Linked DNA regions of Mus musculus: region 1 is linked to region 2. A link is a contact called in public Hi-C data. All regions are on one chromosome and are shown on one strand. Each heading gives the region's core, a stretch centred on a gene start, on an enhancer-like site or on the middle of the called end of the contact. The rest is flanking DNA. Distances are from core to core; before and after follow the strand shown.

The links. A called contact is a pair of places that touch in the nucleus more often than the background predicts.
Region 1: a contact with region 2 is called in a Hi-C map of the C2C12 cell line, with 2.8 times the contacts expected there. The contact joins the promoter of Igsf11 here to the enhancer-like site in region 2. A contact is called at or near these places in 4 of 39 promoter capture datasets (cranial neural crest, hippocampal neurons, liver and 1 more), 19 of 484 Hi-C or Micro-C datasets (the C2C12 cell line, Sertoli cells, cerebellum and 12 more), 3 of 115 datasets of contacts at active chromatin or transcription factors (extraembryonic endoderm stem cells, neural progenitor cells and trophoblast stem cells) and 1 of 9 other capture datasets (adipose tissue).

What each region holds. Positions count from the first base shown.
Region 1 is chr16:38,897,417-38,904,799 of GRCm38.p6, forward strand. Igsf11 (immunoglobulin superfamily, member 11) reads left to right here and starts at 4,929. Exons shown (of 7, transcript NM_170599.2): 1 at 4,929-5,143. The coding sequence starts at 5,092.
Region 2 is chr16:38,862,793-38,870,671 of GRCm38.p6, forward strand. All of the region lies in intron 3 of Gm15802 (a long non-coding RNA gene), which reads left to right. Among named protein-coding and RNA genes, the nearest start is that of Igsf11, 36 kb to the right of the region's middle. Within about 2 kb of position 1,724, at least 2 of the 459 cell types and tissues checked have an H3K27ac peak or open chromatin away from gene starts, as enhancers often do. A contact at or near this core is called in the C2C12 cell line, where this site is marked.

The DNA.
Region 1 (7,383 bases), core at 3,679-6,178, 38 kb after region 2:
TCTCTTTCTTAGGCAGGCTACAATTGCCTTAGCACAGACCCATCCAGTTGGTACTGCTTGCTACTGAAGTGTGGGTGTTCTGTAACAGTCTCCTCCAGGATCAAATCATTCTCTCAGGCAGGGGAACTCCCTAAGTAGGGAGTAAACAACCAGAGGGGGTTGGGGGAAACAGCCTCAAGAACTCTGTGAAACTGACCAGATGCACTCCGCCCCTCACTCCAGAGTAAACAGAGCCCAGCTGCCAAGAGCTGCCTGGAAGAGAGGTAGGCAAACTGAGGCATGTGGAAAGGACACTCCCAGCCTGTTGAGCTGAGCAGTGTGCCCCAAGGTTCCCAGCTTTGTGAATTGTAGTCACCGTCGATGGGGTGGAGTTTGGTGATAGAGCTGTCACTGAGTCATTTCTGTACACAACCCCTCAGCTATATTCCTGTAAGTAACCCAGTAAAACTCATTAGTTCACAAAATTGGACTTTGGTGGTATCCGTACTTTGCTCTGTTGTGTGCTCCCTATCTGCAGTGAATAGAAGAAGAATGTGTTCTATCTCCTCAAGAAAAGTTTTGTCAGACAACAGGAGGTGGGTGGGAGTGGGGATTGTGGTATTGTGGAGAGGGATTAAATACTGGGGAGATAACTTCTTCAGACTAGCGTTAAGATGTCATGATGTCTTTAAATGACTTCCTAATGTAGTTGGGAAAGCTATAGGGAACATGTTAGAAGTCTTGGTTCTCGTTCTACCTGGTGTACTGGCTGGTTTTGTGTGTCAGCTTGACACAGGCTGGAGTTATCACAGAGAAAGGAGCTTCAGTTGGGGAAGTGCTTCCATGACAGCCAGCTGTGGGGCATTTTCTCTGTTGGTGATCAAGCGGGCCCATGGTAGGTGGTGCAAACCCTGGGCTGGCAGTCTTGGGTTCCATAAGAGAGCAAGCTGAGCAAACCAGGGGAAGCAAGCCAGTAAGAAACATGGCCTCTGCATCAGCTCCTGCTTCCTGACCTGCTTGAGTTCCAGTCCTGACTCCCTTTAGTGATGAACAGCAATGTGGAAGTGTACGCCGAATAAACCCTTTCCTCCCCAACTTGCTTCTTGGTCATGATGTTTGTGTAGGAATAGAAACTCTGACTAAGACACCTGGTATTTGCAGTCCCCGAAGCATCTTTGATTCCCTTGAGACCCGGTATCGTCCTGTATGAACGAGGGGTTGTAGTAAGCACCTTCCCTACCCCCTGGCGTTGCTGTGATGATCACACCAGATAGCATATGCAGAATCACTTTGAAACATAAAGCACTGTACAAATGTCTGATGTGTCTGTTGCTTTCTCGCTAGGAATACTTAAGGGATTTAAAGAAATCCTACCGTGGTTATAGGCAGATTAGGATAAAAGAGCATGGTGAGATTTATCCTCAGTAAAAATGTAGCCCACGACGACGGTGCTGGTGTTTCTGTGAATTAAAGATCACACCTTGCCTGTTCCTGGAGGAGTGAATAGCTGAGAGCCTTTGAGTCCAGCTTGTGACCTCCTAGTTCTCCTGCCTGTTCCTTGAGTCCACTATCCCCAGCTGACCTCTGTGCTTCTGTGTCTCCCAGACACTCGACTGTCCCTCCTTCTAGCCTTTTCTTTTACAAAGGCTCCTCCACCAAACGGCTAGCATTGTGTCCTAGTGACTCACTGGCTCCTGTCTGGGGGACAGTAACTTGCTGTGGTGACAAAGAGGCTATTCATTGATGAGTCGTGATAGCACAGATATAGTCCAGGTACAAGTGGCATTTGTCTGGGGTCAGGAATTACTCCACATGGTTTTTGTTTAACCTTCAACCCAGTGCCCTGACACGGCATTTCTGCTTAGTTAATATTTGCTGCATTTGTGTAATGAGTGTAGCCAGCGACTTGCTTTATCAGGACTTTTAAGCACAGGCAACTAGATTATCTATTTAACTGAAAAAAATTTTTATTTGTCATTTAAATTCCAGGTTATGACAAGGCAAAGTTGGATGGTCCTGAGTTGTGTTGATCACTCCATAGCTTCTTTTTCTACCTATATTGTTTCTGTGCCTTGTTGAGGACAGGGTCAGATTATAAGAAAAGGGAGAGGGGGAAGGGGAGGGGGAGAGGGAGAAAGAGAGACTAGACAGAGAAAATAAAAGTCTAGAATTTGCTCTGGAGGGTAAATGGATGAGAATAAGCTAGGGATAACACTAACATTAAAAATTGAAATTCTTATTAATATAAAAGAGAAATAAGAAGTGTGACCATAGCCTAGGCATTCCCAACTCATGAGAATAGAGTTTCTTTTCATAAGACCCCTGTTAAAATGATTGGCATTATTTGAAATACACACACACACACACACACACACACACACACACACACACACACACACACACAAACACAGCCAATGAGTGTTTTGTCTTATGCTTGTATGCCAAGAACCAGCCTCAGCTTGGATATGGGTTCTGAAGAAAGGGTGTCTAGAAGCAGTGAAAACAATCCACTTGAAGTCAAATCGGGGGTCCAGCAGCCTGTGTTCTGCTGGCGACAGCTTTCCAGCCTGTTTTCTTCTGTTCTGCATTCTTTCTCTCTGATCTGCTTTCTCTCAAGATCTCTATACAGCTTTCTCTCTATGCTCTGCTTGAGACAGCTCTGTAAGCAGTTATCTCTTAGTATGCTAAAAAACTTTTTCTGGATAGATCATCTCCTGCAGATCATAAGCCCAGTCTTTTATCTTGCATACCAATCCAGTCATTGACTCCAGGTTCCCTTTTGATCATCCTGTGACTCAGGGTCCTGTGACTCCAGCCACTTAATTCTTAGCAAACACACATTTTCTTTTAACATTGCGAAAGAAATCAGAGATCTGCCTGCCTCTGTTCAGCACATACTGAAAAGCTAGCTGGGTGAGATGCTGTCTTGAAGTTACCCATTTCTAGCACACTTGGACCTAAATTTGTTCTGTCTCAGGCTGATCCTGGACTCAGGAATCTGCCTACATTTGTATCTGCCTGTCTTAGTATCTTTCTGACAAGCTGGCTCATGCTGTAGCTGCCTCTGTCCCTTTAGATCTGCAAAGCCCCTTATACAATTCATATTGCATTGTTATATTTTTGCATAGTTGAGAAATTACATATTTTCTAATCCATGTTTTTAAGAGTCTTTTCCCACAGCCTGAAGGGTCCAGTTTTTATCATTTTGCTAAGACATTAGCTATACCTTTGCCTCCTTGACTCTCGATGTCTCTGGTTATCATGGAGTCATTAATGTTAACAGGAAGGACATTACTTAAAGGAGGAACATAAAATTTGTACATTATTATACATTCAAGCCCCAGGCTCACAGCAGCCACCGACACTGGTGCCTGGTGGCCCTGTCCTAGGGGCAGGAACCTTGTCATTCTGCCCCCACCAAGGCCATGCTGGACCGGCAGTTGTATACACACCACATGTGAGCCTGGTTCTTTCAGAGGTCAGAAGAGGACACTGGATCACAGATGGTTGTGAGCCACCACGTGGGTACTGGGAACAGAACTCGGGTCTTCTGCAAAAACCAAGTGTTCCTCTCTCAGTGCTCTAGTGATTGGCATTTTAAAACTTCTCCTTTTTTTCTTCTTCTTCAAAATATAACATTTCAATATTTAAATTAGTTTTATAATTCTACTTTCTTGATATTTTTGTTTTTCCTACACAGCCTTAAATCATTGTGCAAATATACTTCTCTTTAAAACATTGTTTTCTACATTTGCCATGCTCCTGAGTATACTATTGTTTCTGAGTTGTCCTGGCAAAATTGGTTCTGTGAGGTGTCGGGGTTCAGAATTCTGAAGGGCTACAGGAGTTCTAATCTAAGCTGTTCAGAATCTGATCTCATGTCTGGGAGGTTCATGGGCAGGTAGGTCCTCAAAACTCCAAGGCTCAGTGTGGGTGTGGAAGCAGAAAATGACTTCGGGCTGTAGGAGGAAACAGAAACTAAATTGGGAAAGGATGGGTGGGTAATGCTGTTCAAATAAGTAAAAGCATTTCAAATGTTATGAAGGCCTCTTCAGTCTAACCAGAGCAAACAAGCAAAAGGTAAAAACATCCATCGAAGACACAGGTGCCACAGTCAAGGCAAGACAGTACTCGGTGTTAAAAAGCAGTCTAAGGAAACGTGAGCTTGGTGAGGAATCACTTAAGACATTGGAAGATGACAAGCATGGCTGCAGGCCTGTAATCCCAGGGCTTGGGAGGCTTAGATGGAAAGGTCAGGCATTTTAGATCATCCTGGTTTTAATTGAAATAGCATTACATCACTTTTGTCTTTCCTTTGGTCTCTTCCCTCCATCTCTTCCCAGCCATACCCTCTTTTAAAACTCCTCCCGTGTTCTCCCCATTCTCAAGTTATTAACCTCTTTTTTAGTTACACATGCCTGTGTATGCATATCTATCTGTCTGCCCATCCATCCATCCATCCATCCATCCATCCATCCATCCATCTATGGAGATGCAATCCGGTTTTTTGTTGTTTGTATATGGTTTCAGGGCTGACGACTCTGCACTGGACTACAATAAGGGAACTCATCCCTTGGACAGGTTAACTTTCCTAAAGGTCTTCCTGTCTTCTAAAAGACTCCTAAGGTTCTTTCAGATAGATTAAATGGTTTTCAGGAGAGACTAAAATGGTCAGAGTAGGGACTGTTTGAAAACTTCAGCCAAGAAAGACGAGTTGGATCTGAGGGAAGCCACTTTGGGGTTTTAGGTTCAACCTGTCCTTGCAGGTTTCATGGGGACCAGAGCAGGTGGCCTGGCCGCGCCAGCCTTGAGTTCTGTGCATTCTGCGGCTGGCCACTAGGCGTCGCACTGGAGTCGCGGTTGCCCTGGAGACCGCTCGGCGAGTGGGCAGGCGGTGCCGAGCCCCCGGCTGGGGAAGAGCTGGCGGGAGCTGGGGGGAGTGGCTGCGGCGGCTGGTGGTGGCCGCGGCGGCCGGCGAGCCCGGGACGCCCGAGCCTGCCCCGAGCCTCGGCGGAGCGGAGTGGCCTCGGCGCTCCCGTGTCCCGCTTGGTCCCACGCTGCACCCCGCCGCCCAGGAGCCCGGCGGACGGCGGCTCCCCCGGCGGCTCCGGCATGACTCGGCGGCGCTCCGCTCCGGCGTCCTGGCTGCTCGTGTCGCTGCTCGGTGAGTAACTCAGCTTGTCCTGCCGCCTCGGGGGACCGAGCCCGCTGGTGCCCGCAGGGCCTGGGAACCGGCTGCCCCGGGGCGGTAGCGGAGGCCCGCGTCTGCCAGGTGTCCCCAAGCGCTGTAACCCCAGCGCCGCTCCCCGCCGCCACTTCCCGGAACGAACTCCCGCTGCCAGTCCACTTAGAAATAGTGTTAGAGTCGCCTGCCCTTACTAGAGGGCTCCAGGAAAACTTTGTAGCTTTACCACAGCCTTGAAGGAGTTTGCGATATTAAAAGAATTAAATTGATTAAAAGTTTTTTTTTTCAGATTTAAAGTTGTAACTTCATTATAACCTTTAAAACATATGCAGGGGTAAACATTTCACTTTATTAAAAAAACAAACAACAACAACAACAAAAACCCAAACGCTCGATTACATCCGAAAGCAAAGTTTATTTACACTTCGTTTTGTAACCAGAAGGGTCTAAGTTGCCTTATAAAAATACATAGAATGTAGCAATATGAGCAAGCGCTTGAAAACAGTTGGTTATTCAAATTTGATTTCTTAAGTTTTTCTTAACGTTTTGTTTTCCCCCCAGTAATCATCATAGGCAGGCTCTGAATGTCCTTTTCTACAATCCTGCCTTTGTGTGTGCATTGTTCTGTGGAATCAAGTTTTCTGACTCAGTAATTGGTTGCTGAGGTTTGCTGAAATTTGTCCAGAAGGCTTCTCTTTAAGAAGCTAGTGCAGTGATGGAGTGTGCTGTGGTTAATTCTATTTCTCTCTAGACATCTTTGTAGGTCTCCAGTCATTTTTATGGCCTTACTTGAATAAACGATGTTTTAATCTTGATGTAACCCAGTTTTAGGTCGTTCACCTGGTATAGGAGAAAGCATAGCAAACTGGCCTGTTACCGTCCATGACGATACCAGGGACCGTGTTCTGACGTCTTGAAGTTCAGTAGGCATATTTTTTAGTGACACTATACACGTAGTGAGGTCACATACCAAAGTGTGCATTTATGCGCTTGAGCTTCCAAACTGAGTTTGTCATTCACTGCTTTCAGCAGGCCTGTGTCTTCCTGTCCTTCTGTCAAAGGTGAAATAAGCGAATTCATAGATGTTCCTCATAATCCTTGAACACAGCTGAAATGCTGTAAACGTTGCTGTAATAACAGCTCCAAATGGTTTTGATAGAAAGATCTGTCGTTAAACTAAGTTGGAAAATCTGTCATGAAACTTAGTTGGCCGATAGAGTTTGTGTTTTGAATTTATTAGGCAGTACTTTTAAAAAGGTGATTTTGTTTCTAGGATCACTCATAGGCAGACACCTGATTTATGCCTTTGCTTTGGGTTGGAAGGATTTCTACTCAATACTAGACTGATTCTGAGGACTTCCAAGGTTGTTCCCGTCTTTGAGATGGTCTGTTCTGTAGAGCCACTTTTAACTCTCAAAAAACGTGTTCCTCTGTTCGGCAGATATTTCCTTTGCTACCACTGGGTGCACTTGGGCATCAGGTGGGTGGGTGGGGCAGGGAGACAGTGGGAGGATATGTCTGTAGCCCTAATGGGATCTTCTTAAGATCTTAAATATCAGCATGCCCAAACACTTGATGGTACAACAAATAAATGTTGAGTCGCATTTGCCAGCGGCATCAAGGAATATTTATTTCACGGCAAAGTGAGCTTTCGATCTGGACTTGGCCTAGAATTTAGATTATCTAAATGGAGGATGGTTGGGCCTTCATAGCTCAAGAAACATTGGAGCTGAAGTATATTTGAACGGAGAGTGTGTGTGGGCGGGTTCTAATGAGAGGGCAGATCTCTAACTGGAGGGGCAGAGAAAAGGCGGAGGGGAGGGGTGGGGGGAGGGAGGGCAAGCTGAGTTAGGGCTTTGTCTTGAGAAAGGCCACAGAGCTGTTTCCCCACAGGCCCAGGGGAGGCTGTGCTGAGAGAGAGTGGGGTGGTTCTATTTTGCAGTGCCCAGGAGAAAGTTGTGTCCTCCTTGAATTCTTGACCCAGACAGCGGCAGCGTCGCTTTGACTGGGTTGCGGTGTGTCTTTAGAACTTCTGTGACATCGATTCTGTTCCAAAGTGGGAAAAGTTGGATTCTGTTTGAGTGACCAACAGCGGTAATGGGGGAACAATGCACCAGAAATATAAACATCTCTTCAGTAAAAGAAAGACAAGCATATTGCTGTTATTTTTTGTTCAGTTTCTGTGAAATAAGTTTGTAGGGAATTTGTATAGAAAAGTT
Region 2 (7,879 bases), core at 474-2,973:
ATAAGGACCAAGCTGGAGTGGATCTGGCATGGAGACAGACATTTAAAATGTGCACATACATGTGGTCTAATTCTTTATCAAGCTGCCAAATGTTAGCTAGAGAAAGAATAGTCTTTAAAGAGAGCCTCTCACAGCTGGGATAGCACCATGCACAGCAATGGCACTAGACTCCTATGCCACAACACATGCAAAGATTAACCTGTGGATAAGGGTCCTATCTCAGAAAGTAAAAGCTCTAAAACTCAGGTCAAGAAGTCCATGTTCTCATGAACTCAGATTAGAGGGTGCTTCTTCTCCCCAGCTTTTCTCTTTTCTCCTCCTCCCTCTTGTTTCTTTCAGTTATTGAATAGCCAAGGATGGCCTTGAACTTTTAACTACAACACCAAAAGTGCAGGCATCAAAAGAAATAATAGATAAGTTGTCTACACCAGGACTAAAAGTATTTGTGGGTTGTTTTGTGTTCCTATAGACTGAATTCTAGTCTCCATGCTTACTGAGCATACGTACTACCTGAGTCACACTCCCTTTCAACTACATCAACAGATAGTATGGAGCAAATGAAAAGATAACCCACAATACATGGGGAGATTATTTGCAAATCATTTAGCTGATAAGGCCCGATATCCAGAATATATCAAGAGTTGCTGTGACTACATATGATAAAAGGACCTGGAAAGACAACCCAATTAAAAATTTGGCAAAGGACAGGAATAAGATAACAATAATAATAATGATAATGATAACAATAATAATAATAATAATAATAATTTCTCCAAAGATGTGGAAACTTCCAGAAAGTATTTTAAAAGATGCCCAGTGTCATAGGAATCAGGATAAGGGAAAGTTAAAGCCATAGAGAAACATCACCTAGGCCAGGAAAGCTACAACCAGGGTGGTTCTAAGTGGCTTCGGAAGATGGAGAGATGAGAACTCTTACACATGACTAGTGGAATGTGAGATAGGACTGTTGTTTTAGCTTAGTCTGGCACAGAGTGTGTTCTTTTAGTGTGAAGTGTCCTATGAAGCCAACTCTATAAATAAAATAGGTTAGTGGTTATCTGGGGATAAGAGGTAGTTCGAGAAAGGCAAGTGACTGCCGATGAATGTGAGGTTAATTTGGGGGCGAGGAAAATGTTCTGATTCATTGTGGTGACAGTCGTACAACTCTACAAATATGGTCAAGCCCGTTTGTCATACATTTTAATTGAATGTATCATGATGGTTGAAGAGTATCTTAATACAACTTTTTAAAAAAAAATAAAATCTTCTGACTTATGACTGCATAGGGTAGGGCTTTTTCATGCTGTGAATGGTTAGTGCTAATTATCGACTTGACTGGCTCTAGAATTACCTGGGAGATCAGTCTGTGGGGGATTATCTTGATTAATTGATGTAGAAAGATAGGACCACCAACTACCAAAAGTACCTACCCAGATTCTCTTTTATTGTGTGGTTTTACTTCTTATAAGATGGAAAGAGCCATGCTTGTACTTAGCACCTGCTGCAGTTCCTCAAAGCACAGTCATCCAGGAGAGCAGCGTGACAGAGCTTGTGCTACTCAAATTGGTCTTGACGTGTCTGTATGTCTTGGGATCGTAAGAATTCTCCCAGGCTTATGGACTTGACAACATGTTAAACTCATTTTTCTCTCAACATCTTCCAGGCCAGGGAAAGTTTCCTCCTCCCAGAGAACTGTGAAATGACAGTGATGAACTGGAAGTCGTGGAGTGACTCACTGTGATTGTGAGCCTCTCGGGCGGGCTTCATGTCCATGGACAGCTGAAGCCCATAGGGTGGGGTTTCTCCTCACTATAACCTAGTGTTGGAACACAAAATGCCTCTCTTAAAACAGTGAAATATCTATGTGCACAAAAGCCTAGCAAATGACAAGGCAGTCTATGGGAAATGCTGTGTAAATTCTGTAGCCTCAGTTTTGAAGTTCTGATAGAAAGTGCAACTATTTAATTCACGTCATTGAATTTGACTTTGATAGTAAGATTAAAGTTAACCAGATAGTGTGCAGTTTTGCTCAGCTTCATTGATGACAGAAAACAGATTATGGCACCAATTGCTCTGTCAGAACCATATATGGAGAAATCTGTATCCCTCATAAGTTTTTTTAAAAATTTATTTACATTTCAAGTATTACCCCCTAACCCAGTTTTCCCCCTCCCAGAAATCCCTTATCCCATCCCCCTACCCCCTGCTTCCACCCACCCTCCCACCCACTCTCGCTTTCCCACCCTCAATTCCCCTACACTGGGGCATATATTGAGCTTTTATAAGACCAAGGACCTTTCCTTCCATTGATGCCTGACAAGGCAGTCCTTTTCTGCATAAGCAGCTGGGGCCATGTGTAGTCCTTGGTTACATCCTGTATAACTTATCACAGTATAAAATCTACTTAGTAGCTTTAAGTGTCATATGTCAAATTATACCAAACATTTACAGTAGCCAAATAATTAAGGGGCTACTGTGGAGGCTTTTATATTCATGGCTTTTTTTTAAAAGATTGTATTTAATTGTTTTTACTTAGGTGTATGTGCATGTGCATGTGTGTATCCACAGAGGAAGGTGTCAGATCTTGAGCTGAAGTAACAGGTGCTTGTGAGCTGCTAGACTTGGGTGCTGGGAACTGAACTGTGGTTCTTCATGAGTATAGCCAGCATCCTTAACTGCTGAGCCTCATCATGGCTCATTCCTAATGGCTACTTTAAGACCCCAAACCACTTAATACAATAGACATGAATGGAAAGAGGACTGGATTTGAGTGGATTTGTATCAAGCTTCCCATTATTAGCACAATAATGTCCTGTGTCCTTTGGATATATCACTACCCTTTAAACAGCTAGCAGACTAGTTCCATGAACTTCTAAATCATCAAACGGTATGATAAAGTATAGATTATATTATATTATTATAGTAGATATATACACACACATAATGGCTGACACAAATAAGATGACTTTTAAACAATAGCAATGTGTGTCTGAACTCACCTTTGGGATACAGATGTTTGCTTATTCTTAGAGCCCAGGTCACATTACTGTGTCCACACCAACTTTTCTAGCTCTCTCTATGACTTTGACAATGTAATGGTGATGGGGCTTTGAGTTTCCTTTATCTCTTCAGACCTTAATGGCAGCAATCATCTCATAGATCAAGTGCATTACCAGGAGACTGTAAGTAGGGGACAATTTCATTGTGACATACATAAGATCCATCATTCAATGTAAGGATTTTCTGTGGTTAGAAGCTAGTGAGGAGTCATCGTCACCCATGTGTCCTCCATTCTGGGGTGAGGGGAAAGTATGTGGGTTCACTGTTGGGCATGCCCATTGGGTGCTGGGCTTTAGGGAAGTGGCAAGACACCAATCAGGGATTCACAAAATGCAGTGTGAGATGTAGGAAGCCAAAGCCAGTATTACTCCTGAGAATCTAGTTGCCACTAGAAAGCCACACAGAGAAGTCAGAAACTAAGTACTGGGGGTCCACAGGGCTTTGGACTGGAATGTGGCCAGGGCCATTGGGGGCCCTCAGGCTGAGCCCTGGGCTGGGGCTGGGAGCTCCAGTTTAGCTCATCTGTGAAGGTAGCAGCAGTTGTATGGAAGTACAGAGAGGCCTTCTATGAAAGACTTAGGTAATGTGGCTCTGTGTGCAAAGACCTTCTCCATGCTCCCCAACAGTAGTTTGGAGGAAGAGACAGTCCTTGGTTCCAAACTGTTTATTGATTGTTCATTGTGGAAAATGGATGCATACCAACTTCTCAGAGTGAACCAGAGATTAAATACCTTTTGTAGGGAGGAATGCCTAGGAAGGGAAACTTATTGCTAAACCCTCAGGGCCTCTAGGGACCTCATTAGCATGGAGAACTCTGTTCTGGGCTACATTACTGATGTGGGGAGTGTGACACACATGTGTTCCAGGCCAGGAACCTGGTAGGGATCAGGGAGGCACCTACCATCTTAGTTGTGTGTACCCAAGTTTCCAGGGTCTCAGACCTGCTACCTTATCAAATTTCCTGGTAAGCTCTTCTGCAGTCAGAGCCCTGCAAGAAAACTAGGCACCTCGACCCTGATTTGGGCCTTTCTGTAGTTAGCTGGTTCTGCTTTCAGTATTTCACTATCTAAGAATTGAAGTGGAAGTTTCTGGATCGAAGTGTTTGAGAACACATATTAAAAGTAGGTTTAAAAAAAACCTAAGCCTACAGGTGGTGCCCAATGTGGTTTAGGCATAACGGGTAATTCTTCTCTGAATGTGGTAGAAGAAAGGTCAGGTTATGAGGGGCTAGCAAAGTTCTTTACGGAGGATGGCAAAATATGGCCCTGGGTGGTCTTCTACCTTGTTCCTGGAAGGTTTTCTTCGTCTTCTTTTTTTTTTTTTTTTCTCCTTTTGGTTTTGTTTCATGGTTTTCACATATATGCACTTGAAAAAGATTAGGGGGAAAGTTGAAAATTGTCTTATGTTAGAGAAGATTGCAGAGTTGGCTAAGCATGTAGAGAGTTTGTGAATAGAGGGAGAAGCACTTGGGAAGCAAAAGGAGCCAGTGGGAAGAGAGAAACAGGGTTCAGGCTTGGTGTCTGAGAATGGGAATGTACCATACAATTAAATAGGGGAGCAACATAGTCTAGAAGGTAAACTGCTGGCTAGCCCTGCTCCATGCACTTTCACTGCTGGGTGACCAGAGCACCTCCATGAAACTAGGTGCCTGGAAGAACAGGAAATTATACAGGTAGGTGCAACTGGATAGTGATCAGTCGAGTGCACTACCAGAGGATTTGTTTGGGTCTACACAGGCACTTTCACCCTTCTCAGTCTTTGTACAGCATATGCCTGATAATGAAAGTCCTGACTATAATGAGCTGACCCAGCATTCAATAGGAATGCTAGATCTAAAGCATCTTAAAGAGGCTATAATATTGTATGGATAGCACTCTCCATTTGTTAAAAAAATGTTAAATACTTGGGATACGAAAAATAGGGTTATTCCCCAAGATTGGAAGGGACTATTTTAGAATCTGGGCAACCATTACGATAGTTATCATGGTGGAGGCATGAAACCACAAAAATAGAACAACAGAATATAGTGGGCAGGGTGGGGGGGATGTTACTAAAGACCAACTGCTTGGTGAAGGGCATTATGCTGATTTATAAGAACAAATCTGATCTGATGATGGCAAAATTGAACAATGTTATGCTGGGGCTTTAAGAACCTGGGATATGATTGAGGAGTCTGGAGAAAAATCCACTTCATTTATGATGGCAATACAGGGACCTGGAGAAGCACTCAATGACTTCTTACAGAGATTGGGTTCAGGTATAAATAGAGCCATATCAGACCCCGGAATCAGATAGTCATTGCTAGAAACTGGCCTCTGAAAACTTGAATATTGAATGCTAGAAAGCAATCAGACCATTGAAAGCACAAGAAGCACCAATAGACAAATGGATAAGGGAAATTAATTAGAAATAGAATCACATCATCAGAATTTTGAAAGAAGATAGTTAACATTAAAAAAAAAATCTTGAAGCCCAAGAAGAAGGAAGATCAAAGTGTGGATGCTTCAGTGCTTCTTAGAAGGGGGAACAAAATATTCACAGGAGAAAATATGGAGACAAAATGTGGTGCAGAGACTGAAGGAAAAGTTGTCCAGAGACTGCCACATCTGGGGATCCATCCCATATACAGCCAGCAAAACCCAACGTTATTGTGGATGCTGGGAAGTGCTTGTTGACAGGAGCCTGATATGGCTGTGTCCTAAGAGGCTCTGCCAGAGGCTGACAAATAAGGAGGCAGATGCTTGCAGCCAACCATTGGACTGAGCGCTGGGGGGGGGGGTCCCCGATGGAGGAGTTGGAGAAGTAGCTGAGGGGGTTTGTAGCCCCATGGAGGGAGCAACAATGTCAACTGGCCAGCCCTCACCCCTGCCCCAGAGTTCCCTGGAACTGGACCACCAACCAAAGAATATACATGGAGGGACCCATGGTGCTGGCTGCATATGTGGCAGAGGATGGCCTTGTTGGACGTCAGTGGGTGAGAGGCCCCTGGGCTGGAGAGTGTTCGATGTCCCAATGTAGGGGAATGCCAGGGTGGGAAGACGGGAGTGTGTGGGTGGGTGGGGGAGTACCCTCATAGAGGCAGGGGGAGGGGGGATGGAATGGGGGCTTCTGAAGGGGAGACCTGGAAAGGGGACGATGTTTGAAATGTAAATAAAGAAAATATCCAATTAAAAAAAGGACGATACAAACAAAAACAAACAAACAAAAAATACCCAAAAAAATCTAGCCTGGTCTGAAGAGATGGCTCAGTGGTTCAGAGCACTGACCGTACTTCCAGAGGTCCTGAGTTCAATTCCCAGCAACCATGTGGTGGCTCCCAACCATCTGTAATGGGATCTGATGCCCTCCTCTGGTGTGTCTGAAGACAGCTACAGTGTATTCCTGTATATAAAATAAATAAATAATTCTAAAACAACAATAACAGCAACAACAACAAAAAAAGCAACCAACCAACTAACCAACCAACCAACTAAACAAAACCCCTCAAATCACAGTCACTTAAAAAAATCTAAGCCTACAAAGAGTTTTCATTCTTTTTCTCAAATTACATCAGGATTTGCTTAGGATTGCCTCGCCCCAAAGATTTGACTTCCCTTCAAGACTAGGTTAGAACAGTTTTCAGCCTCTTTATCAATTTCTTCTTTTCTGGGACCTATAAAGTGTTTCCTTCCTCTGTTTCTTCTCTGTAGCCCAGGCTGTAGCCTAGTACCCATGGTGATGGGCCTGCCTGAGCCACTGGAGTAATGGGATTACAAGCATGAGTCACCACGCCTGGCCCCTTCCTTTACTTCTTGCTTTCCTTCTCTAAGGAAAATAGATTGCTTGATTTTTTTTTTTTCTTTTTTTTCCATTTTTTATTAGGTATTTAGCTCATTAACATTTCCAATGCTATACCAAAAGTCCCCCATACCCACCCACCCCCACTCCCCTACCCACCCACTCCCCCTTTTTGGCCCTGGCGTTCTCCTGTACTGGGGCATATAAAGTTTGCGTGTCCAATGGGCCTCTCTTTCCAGTGATGGCCGACTAGGCCATCTTTTGATACATATGCAGCTAGAGTCAAGAGCTCCGGGGTACTGGTTAGTTCATAATGTTGTTCCACCTATAGGGTTGCAGATCCCTTTAGCTCCTTGGGTTCTTTCTCTAGCTCCTCCATTGGGAGCCCTGTGATCCATCCATTAGCTGACTGTGAGCATCCACTTCTGTGTTTGCTAGGCCCTGGCATAGTCTCACAAGAGACAGCTACATCTGGGTCCTTTCGATAAAATCTTGCTAGTGTATGCAATGGTGTCAGTGTTTGGATACTGATTATGGGGTGGATCCCTGGATATGGCAGTCTCTACATGGTCCATCCTTTCATCTCAGCTCCAAACTTTGTCTCTGTAACTCCTTCCATGGATGTTTTGTTCCCAATTCTAAGGAGGGGCATAGTGTCCACACTTCAGTCTTCATTCTTCTTGGGTTTCATGTGTTTAGCAAATTGTATCTTATATCTTGGGAATCCTAGGTTTGGGGCTAATATCCACTTATCAGTGAGTACATATTATGTGAGTTCCTTTGTGAATGTGTTACCTCACTCAGGATGATGCCCTCCAGGTCCATCCATTTGCATAGGAATTTCATAAATTCATTCTTTTTAATAGCTGAGTAGTACTCCATTGTGTAGATGTACCACATTTTCTGTATCCATTCCTCTGTTGAGGGGCATCTGGGTTCTTTCCAGCTTCTGGCTATTATAAATAAGGCTGCTATGAACATAGTGGAGCATGTGTCCTTCTTACCAGTTGGGGCATCTTCTGGATATATGCCCAGGAGAGGT